Linked DNA regions of Gossypium hirsutum: region 2 is linked to region 1. A link is a contact called in public Hi-C data. All regions are on one chromosome and are shown on one strand. Each heading gives the region's core, a stretch centred on a gene start, on an enhancer-like site or on the middle of the called end of the contact. The rest is flanking DNA. Distances are from core to core; before and after follow the strand shown.

Region 1 (6,920 bases), core at 3,555-6,054:
CGTCAACCCAATACTTTTAAATCTTTAAAATTTGGTCCTAATTCGACCTCGGGTTAGCATTAAAGCTTTCGTAAGTTCATATAAGACCCAAAAAAGATTGTATATTGCATCATGTGTTTACAATACTCGTAAATGAATGTTTGATGGTAATAATTGAATGTAATCGATCGTAGTTGTTTTAGCAACAAATGTGGCATCCTATAATTTAGACCCGACAATCGGGCCGGATACAGGGTGTTACAAAACCAATCTCAAGATCCTATGTCAGCCCTACGGTGTGCACAGATCAACCATCAACTATACCAATTTTTATCCAAACAAACCACACAACGAGGATAACCCCGAGACGACTCGGAATACACATATCAAGATCAATTCTTTGCCCGAATTCCTCGACTGTCTCAAAATCTTCACAACCCGTCATTAGTCTCGGTTATCATTGCATTCACATATAGTGGCAAAACAATGGTGTTTAGTGTTGTCAATGCAATCACAAGTTCAGTTCCCTCCACTCTACTTATGGCTACATTTTCGGGGTACTCCAGACTCCACTGCGAGCTACTCTTAACCAGGTCAATATTGCTGGAAATCTGACGATCCCAGATATCGAGTCTGCAACAGAAAGGGGGAAACTGTTTCAAGGAAGTACACGTGTTCATTTGAAAATTGAACCCATACAAGATATATATTCCCTGCAGCGTGGGATTTATGTAACCAGCTCAATGTCTCGCCACCCTCTCCATCCACAACTCTACAATTTGGCTCGTCATGTGGCAATCACTAAATCCCATAGAGAATGGCAACAGTCGCAGCAATCACATATCCTGGAAATCAAGGGAAAATATTGCTATTTGATTATTGACTAAAGCAAAATATGGAGCGCTTGTCAATGCCACTATGAAACTCATTTGGACAAAGAATCTTTGTGTGATTTGAACAACATTTCTCCTCCAATATAGAATGCTAATTATTCACTGTGATAATATCGGTGCCTCTTAGCTTAATGCAAATCCTATTCTCCATTCTCGTAGGAAGCATTTAACTCTTGACTATAACTTTGTAAAGCAGCATGTTCAATCTGGTTACATGATGGGCTGATCAACTTGTTGATGGTCTTACAAAATATCTTGCTAGATAACGGTTTTAGTTTTTATGATGTGTAGATGATGGCTCCAACTTGTGAGGCATGTAAATAATCTAGGTAAATCTCCAGAAAATTAGGAGTTAATATCAACAAAATAATTAAAAATAAAATAAAAACTCTATAAATATCATGTAAGATTTTATCCCGTAGATGTAGATTTTTTTTTTAACTTAAAGTTTAAAGTTTTGAAAGGATTATTATTTTAAATTTAAAGTTTAAATCTTAGATGGAATTGTTGTTTTTAAATTTAAATTTTAAACTTTAGATAATAATTCTATGATGTTTATAAATATCCCTACAGTTGTCTCAATGAAACAAACTTTGAGCTCAAACATCTCTTGTTACTTTCTAACCCCATATATTAGTTAAACTTGGCTCCTTTTTAGCTTAAACTTTAACTCTTGTTACTTTATAACCTCATATATTGGTTTAAACTCGAAAGGTTACAAAAAACCAACCCCACAAGGTTTGGTTGCTAATCAGAGTGCGGCTTCCTTACAATATGAGAGATCTTAAATCCTTTTCCCTTGGGATTTGGATGGGAAGACACTTTAAAGTTAAAGGGAAAAATAGCTGCAACTAGCCAACCACTACTCGTGATCAAAGAAAAGCTATTATCAATAAGAAAACGATACAAGATATAGGCAACCTGCTGTTAATTTACTTTGATTCTAAGATGATCCAACAATATACAAGTCAGATTGCATGATCAGAAAAGCCATGCACCAGACAACTTACATCAGCCAGCCAGTAAAGACCAAACAAGAAAAGCTTCCATTACAACCATAAATACAGTACTAAAATACAGGAAGCAATCTAGAGGAGAAAGATATTTATCTCCTACCGAGATACTGGCATCCATATGCCAGCTCGCGTAAAGCTACTTTGTAGATTGCGATGGCATTGAAAGAGGGGTACTTGATAATCTATGGCAACATCAATGATGCAGATCCCCAACCTGTGGTGATCATTCACAAGCAGGTTTGGTGTCAAAGCAGCTTAGGCTGATTGCAAAGGCTTGAAAAGCAGATAGAGGGTATCGATAATCCATTGTGAAGATGTCTTTGCCGATTTTACCAAACTGTAAGACTACCTTCTCTTGCTCTTCAGGTGATACATTATGTGATGGCTCAACAGCTGCGACCAGCTGGAAATTCTTAACAGAGGCCACCGTCACACGCCCCTTGAAGTTAAGGCACCAGCACTGTAACTGTTCATGCCATCTAGGAGCCTTGTTTTTAAGGGCTAATGGTTCTCGTGAGCCTGGGGAGAATACTGGTGTGGCTTGGATGCTTGGCGAGATGATGTCTACAATCGGCTCCTTTCCTTTTGAACTATGCAAGGGAGAAAGTTGTTCATCTAAGGATTGGGGGAGAGCTGATGGTGTTGGAGCAGTGCCACCTTCTTGAATAGCAGATACAGGAATTGAGTGCAAGATGCAATGCATTCTCCTTGGTCCTCGTGTCCGCAGAACATTGAGCTCATAAGTAACTGTACCAATGATATAGTTGCATGCAGGTAATCTTGGAGACACCTGCTTAGAGTGGAATCTACGTCTCGGTCGAGCAGTAGATTGGATCCTTGAGTCACATGGAGATTGACTGTCATATACAGTGAACTTGGTACCCAAAAAATTTGACCTGAAAAGAAATCACAATATGTATAGCCATGAGAGAATAATCAGACAAGCATAAGAAACTTAAAGGTGAGACTTACCTTAGTTTACCAACATACGTATTGCTCGCCCTAGAAAAATCATCTGCAACCAAAGATATAACAAAGTCCGTGCATGTTGCCCTTCTAACCTTTCTTGCTGCCAACAACAATTTATCACTCTCTCCCTCAGCTGTAAATCACAGAAGCAACACAAGTGAACACCTGATAAAAAGTGAGGAAGCTTCACACTACAGAGCTGAGTAACCCTGATTATGTCACAAAGTTGCTTCCAAAATAAATAATAAACTATGTTTCAGAGTTCTCCAACCAAAACAGATAGACTGGCATCTTAGGTTATTCAAAGAAACCTAAGATGCCACACTAACATTTTGATTTGAGGATTTTTTTTTCAGATAATAAAGAAAGATATAAAGGTACATATTTTTAAATTTATAATTAATAATAGTAACTAAGGACATCAAAAACAAGATGACTTACAAGGCACCAGACCATAGAACAAAAGAAATGTAGAACTTGTTCTGTCCCTTCTAATATAGCACTGAATTGGAGACTCACGAGGACCCGGCTGTTCATGAGCACAAAGAGAAGATATAGATAAACGTTTAAATGGAAGAACATTACTTAAAGACACCAACATGTGAGTTATTACTGAATGTGTGCAGACACAGAAGGTTAGGAAAATATATACTTTAGATTTATCTATACTATTATTTAAGCCTGACAAAGACAAAGATGCATACAACCAATATATCCGTGCAAAGTTTTGTAGCTACTTTCTGAACTTGAAGGCTCCAGCAGTTTATTGTATAGGGAGCAAAATGCCATATTTAATAGGAGAGTGTTTAACCTGCTTCAATGAGATAGGAAATGTGAGTCGTCCACACTGCTCCGGTGTCTTCACAATCTCCTTTGTAATTTCCCTCCAAGACCTACAAACTGCAGCACAAAATACAACGACAGCTCGAGCAGGCCAAGCTGTCTCGCTCTCTTCGACCCTCTGGATGATATCCAATAGCAATTCAGGTGGTAGATTGGCCCAGGGGCTTTGTTCTGAGAGTTGAGATTCCAATGGTGCTTCATCAGGAGCAACATGGGATCTAGTCCGGCTACGCCACAGCTTGCTTTGATCTCCCCTCTTTGACATGTTCCCAATCCCATCTTTCAGTTCCTTTAACTCTCGCATAATACTCTTCAGTGACATCTTCTTATAAGCACATCAAATTCAATTTCTCAATATTCAACTGAAAATAATAGTATATCATATCAAACACCATAAAATATTCTCTTCTTTTTTTTTTTCAATTTTTCTTCACTATTCAAATCTCAGCTCAACCATAAGCAAATTCACATAAAATCAAACTCAATAAATAAAATTTATCACCCAGAAAACACGAGATAAAGAAAACCTCAAGATCAATAACCAATAAATAGACATCAATTTTTAAAAAAATGGGTATTTTTTACCTGAATCATCGACCGGAAAAGCTTAAAACTTGAGATTCCAAGATGAAGAAAAAAAATGTGGAGGTCAACTCAAAGCCAACCGGTTCTAATCGAAGCCAGAACTGAATCAGCCCAGATGCATCCCAACAATCTTAGGGACCCACAGTTCAATCAACACCACAAACCTGAAAAATAAAGATCAAATCAGAATGAAAGAAATTATTAGAAATGCTTTATTTGGTTTCTTTTTTTTTTTGTAAAGGAAAGGTGCCAACTTTTCTTTTTATGAGCGGGAATCCTAAGATGGTCACATCATTGGTAACGCTGGCGCCACGACTGCCATAATCACTGTCACCGCCTTCATTCTAACATCCCTCCCACCACCGCCGCCTCCATAACAACAAGTTTGGGGTCATCAGCGCTTTCTCTCTTCCTCCTGCTGCTGTTAAAAAGACAAAAGCTCATTCACTTAAAAAGTATCCAAAGTTGGGTTTTAGAATAAAAATAATATTCTTTAGTTTTTTTTTTTAATTAAGGTCCGTTAAAAAGTAACCTTTAAATTTAATATATCTTTAATGAAACACTCTACTCACGTGGACTGCCGTGACGATTATTTAATTAGCCCTGCTGTCAGGACACGTGGCATCAGCCAAGTATTTTGGGAGATACATCTTTTGTACCCCACCTGATTAATATTTGATGGGAGACCTTGTTTTGAAGTGCTTTCCCTTCAATTTCCCACTAATACAACCATTTCTGCCTAATAAATTCAATTACCATTTATATTATATAATAAAATTAACAAATTAATAGATTCGGGTTATTGAACCAAATTTAAATCCCCCAAAGATGGGACACCAGTGGTAACCATTACCAGAACCTGCCATTTTGGCTAGGTTTGAAAGGCATAGTAGGACATGGTAGGGTGAAAAGGTTAGAGCCATGTGAAGAAGAGCAGAAACTGTAGGGTGGAGTCCCATGCCAAATTGGAGGATAGCAAAGTTCCACAAATGCACGTTCAGGAGCCCATTCCCAATGCTCAGTGGGCTTTGATTGTTACTACTTTCATGATGGTGGACCACATGTTGCTAAGCTTACAACGTCATCCATTCACAAGTTTCCACCAAAACCAGAGTCAGCCTCTATACTATGCATCACATATACTTTCTTTTTCTACACATTTTTTAATGATTAATCAATGTCATTGGCATCTTTGCATCCCCTCATAGTTTCATGCACTAGAATATGATGAAATCACACTTTATTTATACATATTCTTCTATTTCTAGAAATATTCAATCCAATAAACTTTTTTTGTTCTAAAAAGTAATACAGAATTCTAATTTGTATAGCTTCTTCTAATTCTCCTATTGCAATCTTTTTTTTTATACTGAAAATAATATGAATCCATTTATTATTCATTGTTCATATTTTTATGAGAAGAGTTTTTTTAATAAAAGATTGTTTAAGGATTCAACATAAAAAATTTCAACATTAGTGATTTTTTATTATTACGAATAGAAAGGAGATAAGGAATTTAAAGGTGAAAAGGGATAAGCATTGAAAAATGGAAATTTGAGTTACATCCACGTTTAGTGGCAAAGAAGAATAATCAAATTTGACGCCAAGCTTAGCTTGGTCCCCCCCCCGCCCCAAAAAAAAAAAAGTTGCTTTGTGGATCACATGTCTCTCCTTTCATGCTCATGGCTGCTCTCAAATTTGGGTAATGGGGACCGCTGGTTTAACAACCTTAAATCTCCTCATTTTGTGTGCAAAATAGGGTTGCTTTTCTCCCCGGCCGATAAGGTTAGGCACCCATTCCCTCAATTGCAACTCTTTCCCTACTATCGCTGCCACTTTTGCCATTGCTAACTCATCCGTTGGAACACAACTTTTTGGAACTTGAAACCATATAAATAATCCTAGTTTAGTAAAGTGAAGTTCACAACTTTAAACTCTTCGCTAATCTCAAAACATAAACTGTGACGAAAAAGAATTTTTTTTTCTAACAATTTAACATAATCCAAGACTATTTTTCGTCTTTTCAGAAATTGAATCGTAAAATGCTGATACAATTTAAGTCATCGATACTAAATCGTCACATATTTAGAAAAAAAAAGTTTGCTTTTGACAATTTAATATTATCAACCATGCTAGGTCAATATTTTATGTGACTGCTTTAGTATAGTCCACTGAGTTTGAAGTATTCTTACAGAATGAATACAAATACAGTAAATAGTCTTGATTTGTTGCTAAATCTTGACAAAGGTATACGAAAACTTGTTATGCGAAAAGCGACGAAACCGATGTCTGGAATCTGTATCTTCTGAAGTTATGGCTGTTTAACAATGGGGGTGGAGACTAAACATATTTTGTTGTAACCAATTTAAGTTTTGTCTGAAACTTCTTTGGCTGTTTGTGTTAGTCGTAATTTGTTTACCATCAATCTTCTTGTTCCCTTGTCTCTACAATTTTTCCTTTCTTGTACTTTTTTCTTGGTTTTGGTCAGTTCTATTCAGTTTTGGAAAAAAAATCAAAGGTTACTTATTATCTATTTGAATGATGTATTATAAATATGTATAATTTAGGTTTTGTTGACAACTGAATTGATTCTTTAAAGAAGTCTTTGAAATGTAGTTTTTGTACACCAATCTGA
Region 2 (6,474 bases), core at 1,826-4,325, 170 kb before region 1:
TCTATGCAGCATCTAAAGGTTCCACAACAACCCAAAACTTGCTCCGCGTATCACTTTAAGGCTCGAAAACTACCCTAAAACTACCCATTTTGTCAATCTAACTGATGATACCACGCTAAGCCATAAGGACACCCCTCTAGAGGTCGAAGCTAAAATGGCCAATATATTTTACTTTTTAGATTATCTCATCTCCAACGCTTCTAACCCATAATTCTAGGTCCTCGTTTGGCTACTTTATAACTAGCCTCCGAATCAAAGGGGAACGATTGTTATCCTTATTAACTAGTCACTACCAAACATTAGCTGGCTCAAGCCGAAAGAAAGTCGAAACCCACAAGGCCTTAAACATCCAACTCGTCTGACTGTCAACTAGGGAGACGGAACACCTGAAACAACAAATAGCTATAAAGACCTGACGATCTTGCCAAGAAGGACCCTAAGGCCAAGAAACTGACCACTAAGCAAATTGGGTAGGCTAGGGCACCGGTACGGTCAGACAAGCAACTGATGATGCGTGCTTTGGCCAACCATCTAGGCAGCTCGACTGCTTGGTATAGCTACCAAATACGACCCTCATCTTTATCGTATACACTTACAATTTCTTGCTCTTTAAGCCAGCTTGCTTTCCTACTCTCATTGGACCTTTTCCTAACTTAAGCATCGGGACACTTTAGGGAGCATAAACACCAATGCTTCTAAAACTTATGCTTGATCCGTCACCAAGACGACATCATCTATCGATTCATTTTTTTCTTACCAATTAATTTTTTTAAGATCTTTCCGTTTTGGAATAATTCTCCTAATATATTTCTTGGCAACGCATGTACAGATCTCCATTTGCATCTGACGACAATGTGGACTGCAGATGCTGACTGGTATTTTGCCATTTTATTAGCTTATAAAGCTACCAGACAACAACTCTTCTCAGTCCCCTCCACTCCCGTACCATTCACCTCTCTCAGTTTAATTATTACTCAAAACACTATATTATTGCACTTCCCTCTCAGTTTTACTGTTTGGCTAACTCGATCGTACACCCTTGCCTTTATCCTTTACCTATAAACTCACCATCCCATCTCTTTTTCAATTGCATTCATGCCTGTCTTCTCTTCAATCTTAAATCCCCTTTCGTTTTTCCTGTTTTCTCTCTTTTGGCAATTGTTGGTTGATATAATCAACATTTTGAACCAACCCCATTCGATCTTTTTGATATCCCATAGTGCTAAAACTGAGGTGATTAAAGAGTGACTTAAAATCATAGAGATCAAAATTTTTTTGAGAAATGATGCGCAAGTGCAGTAGTTCTCAGGGAGACATGGTATTGGGCCCTTGTTCATGTGGTCTGTTTCATGGCGAAAACAACTCATTCTCTATGCTATTTTCCATGCCAAACCACAAATCATTTGATGAAACAGACATGTACCGTTTCACGTCCTCTTCATCATCTTCTGTTGACTGCACTCTCTCGTTGGGAACTCCATCCACACGCCTTTGTGTAAACGACAGTGACAAGCGTTTGCGCCATGGCCGCAGCTCGGGTAATTCTTGCGTGTCTAACTTTTGCTTGGACTTGTTACAGAACAAGAACATGCCATATCCACTGCAAAGCGCAAAAGATAGCCGTGGAAGCAATGGAAATAGCAGTAGTAACAGCTCAGGGAAAGGCAATGATCCTCTCTTAGCTCGCCGATGTGCTAACTGTGACACCACTTCTACACCGCTTTGGAGGAATGGTCCAAGAGGCCCAAAGGTAATAGACATCACAAATTAACAATTCTATCTTTGTAAACAAGTATAGTTGGTTCTTTTTTCTTTTCTTTTGTTTTGTTTTTTTTTTTTTTGAAATTATTGTTTAGTTGCAGTCACTTTGCAATGCCTGTGGAATTCGATTCAGAAAAGAAGAAAGAAGAGCAACAAATGCAATCAAGTCATCAGGTGCAACAGGTTCAATGTTGGAGCAATTACAACATCTTGGCTATCATCACCACCAGAACAAGAACAATTCACGGGTTCATCACTCGCAAAGCCAGAAAATTCCATGTTTCTCACCTGTCAATGGATTCAGGTTCATTGAAGATACTGATCGAGATTCTGCTACTGGCATTCCCTTCCTTTCTTGGAGACTCAATGTCCATGACCTTACAAGATAAGAAGAAAATAGAAGGAAAAAAAAGGAAGAAGAAGAAGAAACAGAAAAGAAACCCCACCCCTCATTGACGGTCAAGATCATGCAGCAATGACTGAAACGTTTCACGATGACGATGCTGTGGATGCTTAAATGGTAGTAGGTCGTATCTTCATTTTTCTTTTGCAAGTGATTCACTTTCACTTTAGGAGATTTGAGAGAGTTCAATTAATTTCAGCACTGTTTTTTTCACTGATTTCCCTGATGTAATGTAATATAGAACTACGTGTTACCTTATATATGCCAAAAACAAACAAACAAACAAACTTAATGCACAAATTGCCCCTGAAGTATACAGATTTTCTCAAATTAGTACATAAAGAAATTTACACAACAGTTCAAGACTTAAAAGTTTATTTTCAGTTGGCATTAACTTTTTTGTTAATACAAAAAGATATAAATTTGAATGTGTTAAAATATATTTTTTTTATTTAAGAATTAGAGAAGAGTTACGAATAATTTTAGAAATCTTGATGATACACTAAAGCTTTCCATAAAAATTAAATTTTAAAAATAATAATAATAATTAAAAGTGAGGAGAGAGAAGTGGCAGGTTTTAATTGGTAGGATAGGAGGCTGTTGTTTTTTTAAGAGTGTTAATACTTTGAGAAAAACCATATAACAAAATAAACTTTATTAGTATATTTTAAGAGGCAATTTATGCACTAACCAAAAACAAAAGTGGTTTTCTTTTTCATGTTATATGAACTGAAGTTTAGTTAGATGCGACTCTCGAATCTTACGCAAATTCTTTGTATTTTTTCTATTTGGTCTAATTATACACAATCTTTGCACTCTTTATTTAATCTTCCTGCTTTTATTTTTAGAGCTTTACTTGTTTATTTAAAAATTAAATTTTAAAAGAATCTGCAGAGAATGGAGACAGAGATTTCTGGCAATGGTATTGAGAGTGAATCTCATTCTGGTGGTGATCGAAATACAAAAAAAGTAAGATTCAAGGAAGCGGTTGATGGAGAAATAAGCAACATGGCAGTTGATTCCGACCAACAGCCGATTTTGTCTTTTAAAGACAAACTTTTGGGGGGAGGTGTTGCCTTTCTTGATGGAAATCTTGAAGGAAACTTAGATAAGAATGAGAGTGATTTTGAGTTAATGGATGGGGATGTTAACAAGTCCATAGTTAATAGGATCCCTGCAATCGACTTCTCAGAGCGAATCAAAGACTTGCTATTTAAGTAGATGGAGTTGACGGTGATTCTCAAATTATTAGGGCGTAACATCGGATATAATGCGCTTCATAATCGTATCACTAATCTATGGAAACATGTGAAAACTTTTTATCTAATGGATATTACTAATGGGTATTTCTTGGTTAAGTTTCAGGACATTGTTGATTATAACAAGGTCTTAATACAGGGTCCATGGATCATTTTTGGTCAGTACCTTATGGTACAACCATAGACAAAGTCTTTTAACCCAGCACAACCATACCCCAGTGTGGTGATGGCTTGGATTCGTTTACCGGGGCTTCCGGGCTACTTATACAAAAAACACATCATTGAAGCTATTAGAGGGTTAATTGGAAAAGTGGTCAAGCTGGATGTACAAACGGATAACAGAACTAGAGGAAAGTTTGCTCGATTGGTTGTGCTTATCAATCTTGAAAAACATCTGATATCTCATGTTTTGGTTGATGGCGCTGTGCAAAAGGTTGAATACGAGCCCTCCCGACGGTGTGCTTTAGTTGCGGACAATATGGACATACAAAGGAGTTGTGTCCATCGGTGGGGGTGAATCTGAGCCCGGGGAGCCCTGTGGCTGCGACGACAGCATCTATTGGTGGTGATGACGGTGGAGGTGGTAAGGGAAGGAAAGTGATTATGGGCCATGGATGTTGGTGGAGAGAAAATCCCAGCATGGTCAACGGGGTTCTCGGTTTAACGAAGGAATAAATTTGGGAAAGGGAACGTTGGGTTCTAGATTTTTGCCTTTAAATGTGGAAGCTGATTTAGGTGGCGAAATTAGTGGAGCTGCTGGGGAAATTTTGGAGAAGGAAGGCACTGTTTGTGCTGCTGGTGAAAGGAGTAGTGGTGAAGATAGGGTTATTTCTAAAGGGGGTTCGGGTAGGGCTAGTTCTAAGAGTCTTTTGGGTCAGGTTGGAGAGGTGACCCATGGGAATAGAGTAGGCTTTATGCCTTCAGTTGGGTCTGCTTTGGGCTTCGTTTCCACCAGGCCAGGAAATGTTGTGACGGGCCAGAGTGAAGGGGGCCCTAATTCTAAGTCTTTGGGGAAAAGGCCTGTGGAGTCAGATATGTTTCCCCAAAAAGACAAGGACCTGATTAAAAATTTTCCCTTTTTTAATTTTAATTTCTTTCTTCTGCCTACAGGTACATCGCAAGTTTTAAAGGGGGATTCCAAGGGCAGTGGGCTGTCGATGGAGAAGCATGATGGGCCATGTGCGAAAGGGCCTGGACAGGCTGGTTTTTTAAGGACCGATGGAGCCCTTTCTAGTGGCCTGGATAAGGTCATTGATAGTGTAGATGAGCATTCGGCATCTACAAGGAGTGAGGGAAATAATTTAATCCTAAATAATCCTATGTTCGAAAGACATTGTGAATCTGCTGTCCAATTAGATGTGAATCTTCTGGATCCCAAAAACCATTCAACTGTTACCTTCAATGATAATAATGTGGCTAAACCGCTTAAAGGTATTAAAAAAAATATCTTAGCTACCACTAATAAATCTTTCTCTGTTTCCAGAGGGCGAGGTCCTGAGAACAAAGTTAGCAATAATCGTGGTGGCCCTCCTCTTAATCGCACTTTTAAAGAAAAGGGAGGGAAATTAAAAAAGGCTGGGATTTCTAAAATTCCTTTAACAAAAGCAATAAACTCCATGGCTAACATCATCAATTGGCAAGTTGGTCTTGGAGCAGATGCAAATAGTGGTAACATTGATGAACAGGTTGGTGACATTGGTCCTGCACCTGCATAATTTGGTGGTATTTTTAATTTTATTTTATTTAAAATTATTTTAATATAAATTTTACTATTTTTTGTTGGAACTGTCAAGGATGTGCTGGTTTGAAGTTCCCTCGTATTTTTTAGGAGTATAACAGAGAACATAAGCCTGATTTGGTTGATCTTTTAGAAACGAGGGTTAGTGGTGTTAAAGCTGACTCTGTTATTGCTAAACTCGTTTTTGAATATTCTTATCGTGTAGAGGCTGTGGGATTTTCTGGTAGTATTTGTTTAGGATGGAGAAATTCTATTTCGGTGGATATTTTGGGCAATCACTCCCAATTTATTTTACTCAAAATTTCTGTAATTTCTTTCCGTCAACCAATTTTAGTCACTATCGTATATGGCAGTCCTAATGGCCAGAAGCGAAAACAGTTATGGGATGCCCTTAAACATACTATACCGGTAGATGGGACTCCATGGTTAGCTATTGGTGATTTCAACGCTACTCTTGCTTCTAGTGAAAAAAGAGGTGGTCGTGCAATTGGAAAAAGGATGTGCTCTTTTTAGTAATTTTATGGATTCCATGGGCCTTATGATTTTTGGTTTAGTGGTCCAAACTTTACTTGGAATAAAGGAGGGGGTTTTGAGAGATTGGATAGAGCAATTTGTAATGATGCTTGGTGCCTTAAGTTTCCTTTGTCAAAAGTTCTTCATTTAGAAAAGCTTAAATTGGATCACAGACCCCTTAAATTATCTCTCTTTCTTGATGCTCTTTCTTCTTCAAAGAGACCGTTTCACTTTTTGGCAGGATGGATTGAGCATCCTGACTTTTCGAACTTTGTTAAAAATAGTTGAAAATTTATGGGTGATATGTCGACTACCCATGCTTCCTTTACTGATGATGTGAAACTCTGGAATAAAAAGGTTTATGGTCACATTACGCATCAAAAGAATCTCTTGAAGAAAAAGTTAGAGAATGTTCAAAAGGCGATTGATCGGAAAAGCTCGTCCTTCTTAAATCAGATTGAGTTAGAAATTCGAGAAGAGCTGGAGTCAGTGTTACATCATGAGGAGCTGTATGGAAGTAGAAGGCTGGGTGTGATTGGCTTGTATTTGGGGACCGGAATACAAAATTCTTTCATAGGCGGACTTTACAAAGACGGAAGCATAATCATATTGTTGCCCTTAAAAATCAAGCAGGAGATTGGGTTATGGATGAAGAGGACTTAAAGAATGAAGCAATCAATTTTTATAAGAACCTTTATGGTGAGCGCCCAATAAGAACAGGCAGGTTGGGGTGTAGTGCCTTCCCATCTCTCACTCAAAAGGAGGTCCGTTTCGTTAGTAGGACAGTTTCTAATGAGGAG

Evidence for each region. Hi-C and Micro-C count contacts between places; a contact is called where the count stands out from the background.
Region 2: a Hi-C map of seedling shows a contact between it and region 1, with 1.9 times the contacts expected there. The contact joins the promoter of LOC121211334 here to the promoter of LOC107926834 in region 1. A contact is called at or near these places in 2 of 34 Hi-C or Micro-C datasets (leaf and seedling).

Annotation. Positions count from the first base shown.
Region 1 is chrA12:15,299,673-15,306,592 of Gossypium_hirsutum_v2.1, reverse strand. LOC107926834 (tubby-like F-box protein 5) reads right to left here and starts at 4,804. Exons shown (of 6, transcript XM_016857773.2): 1 at 4,540-4,804; 2 at 4,286-4,449; 3 at 3,669-4,022; 4 at 3,299-3,386; 5 at 2,861-2,990; 6 at 1,786-2,784. The coding sequence starts at 4,294. The coding sequence ends at 2,112.
Region 2 is chrA12:15,471,441-15,477,914 of Gossypium_hirsutum_v2.1, reverse strand. LOC121211334 reads left to right here and starts at 3,075. Exons shown (of 2, transcript XR_005906650.1): 1 at 3,075-6,474. It overlaps LOC107939028 (GATA transcription factor 18), which reads left to right and starts at 644. Exons shown (of 2, transcript XM_016872322.2): 1 at 644-1,750; 2 at 1,863-2,422. The coding sequence starts at 1,283. The coding sequence ends at 2,150.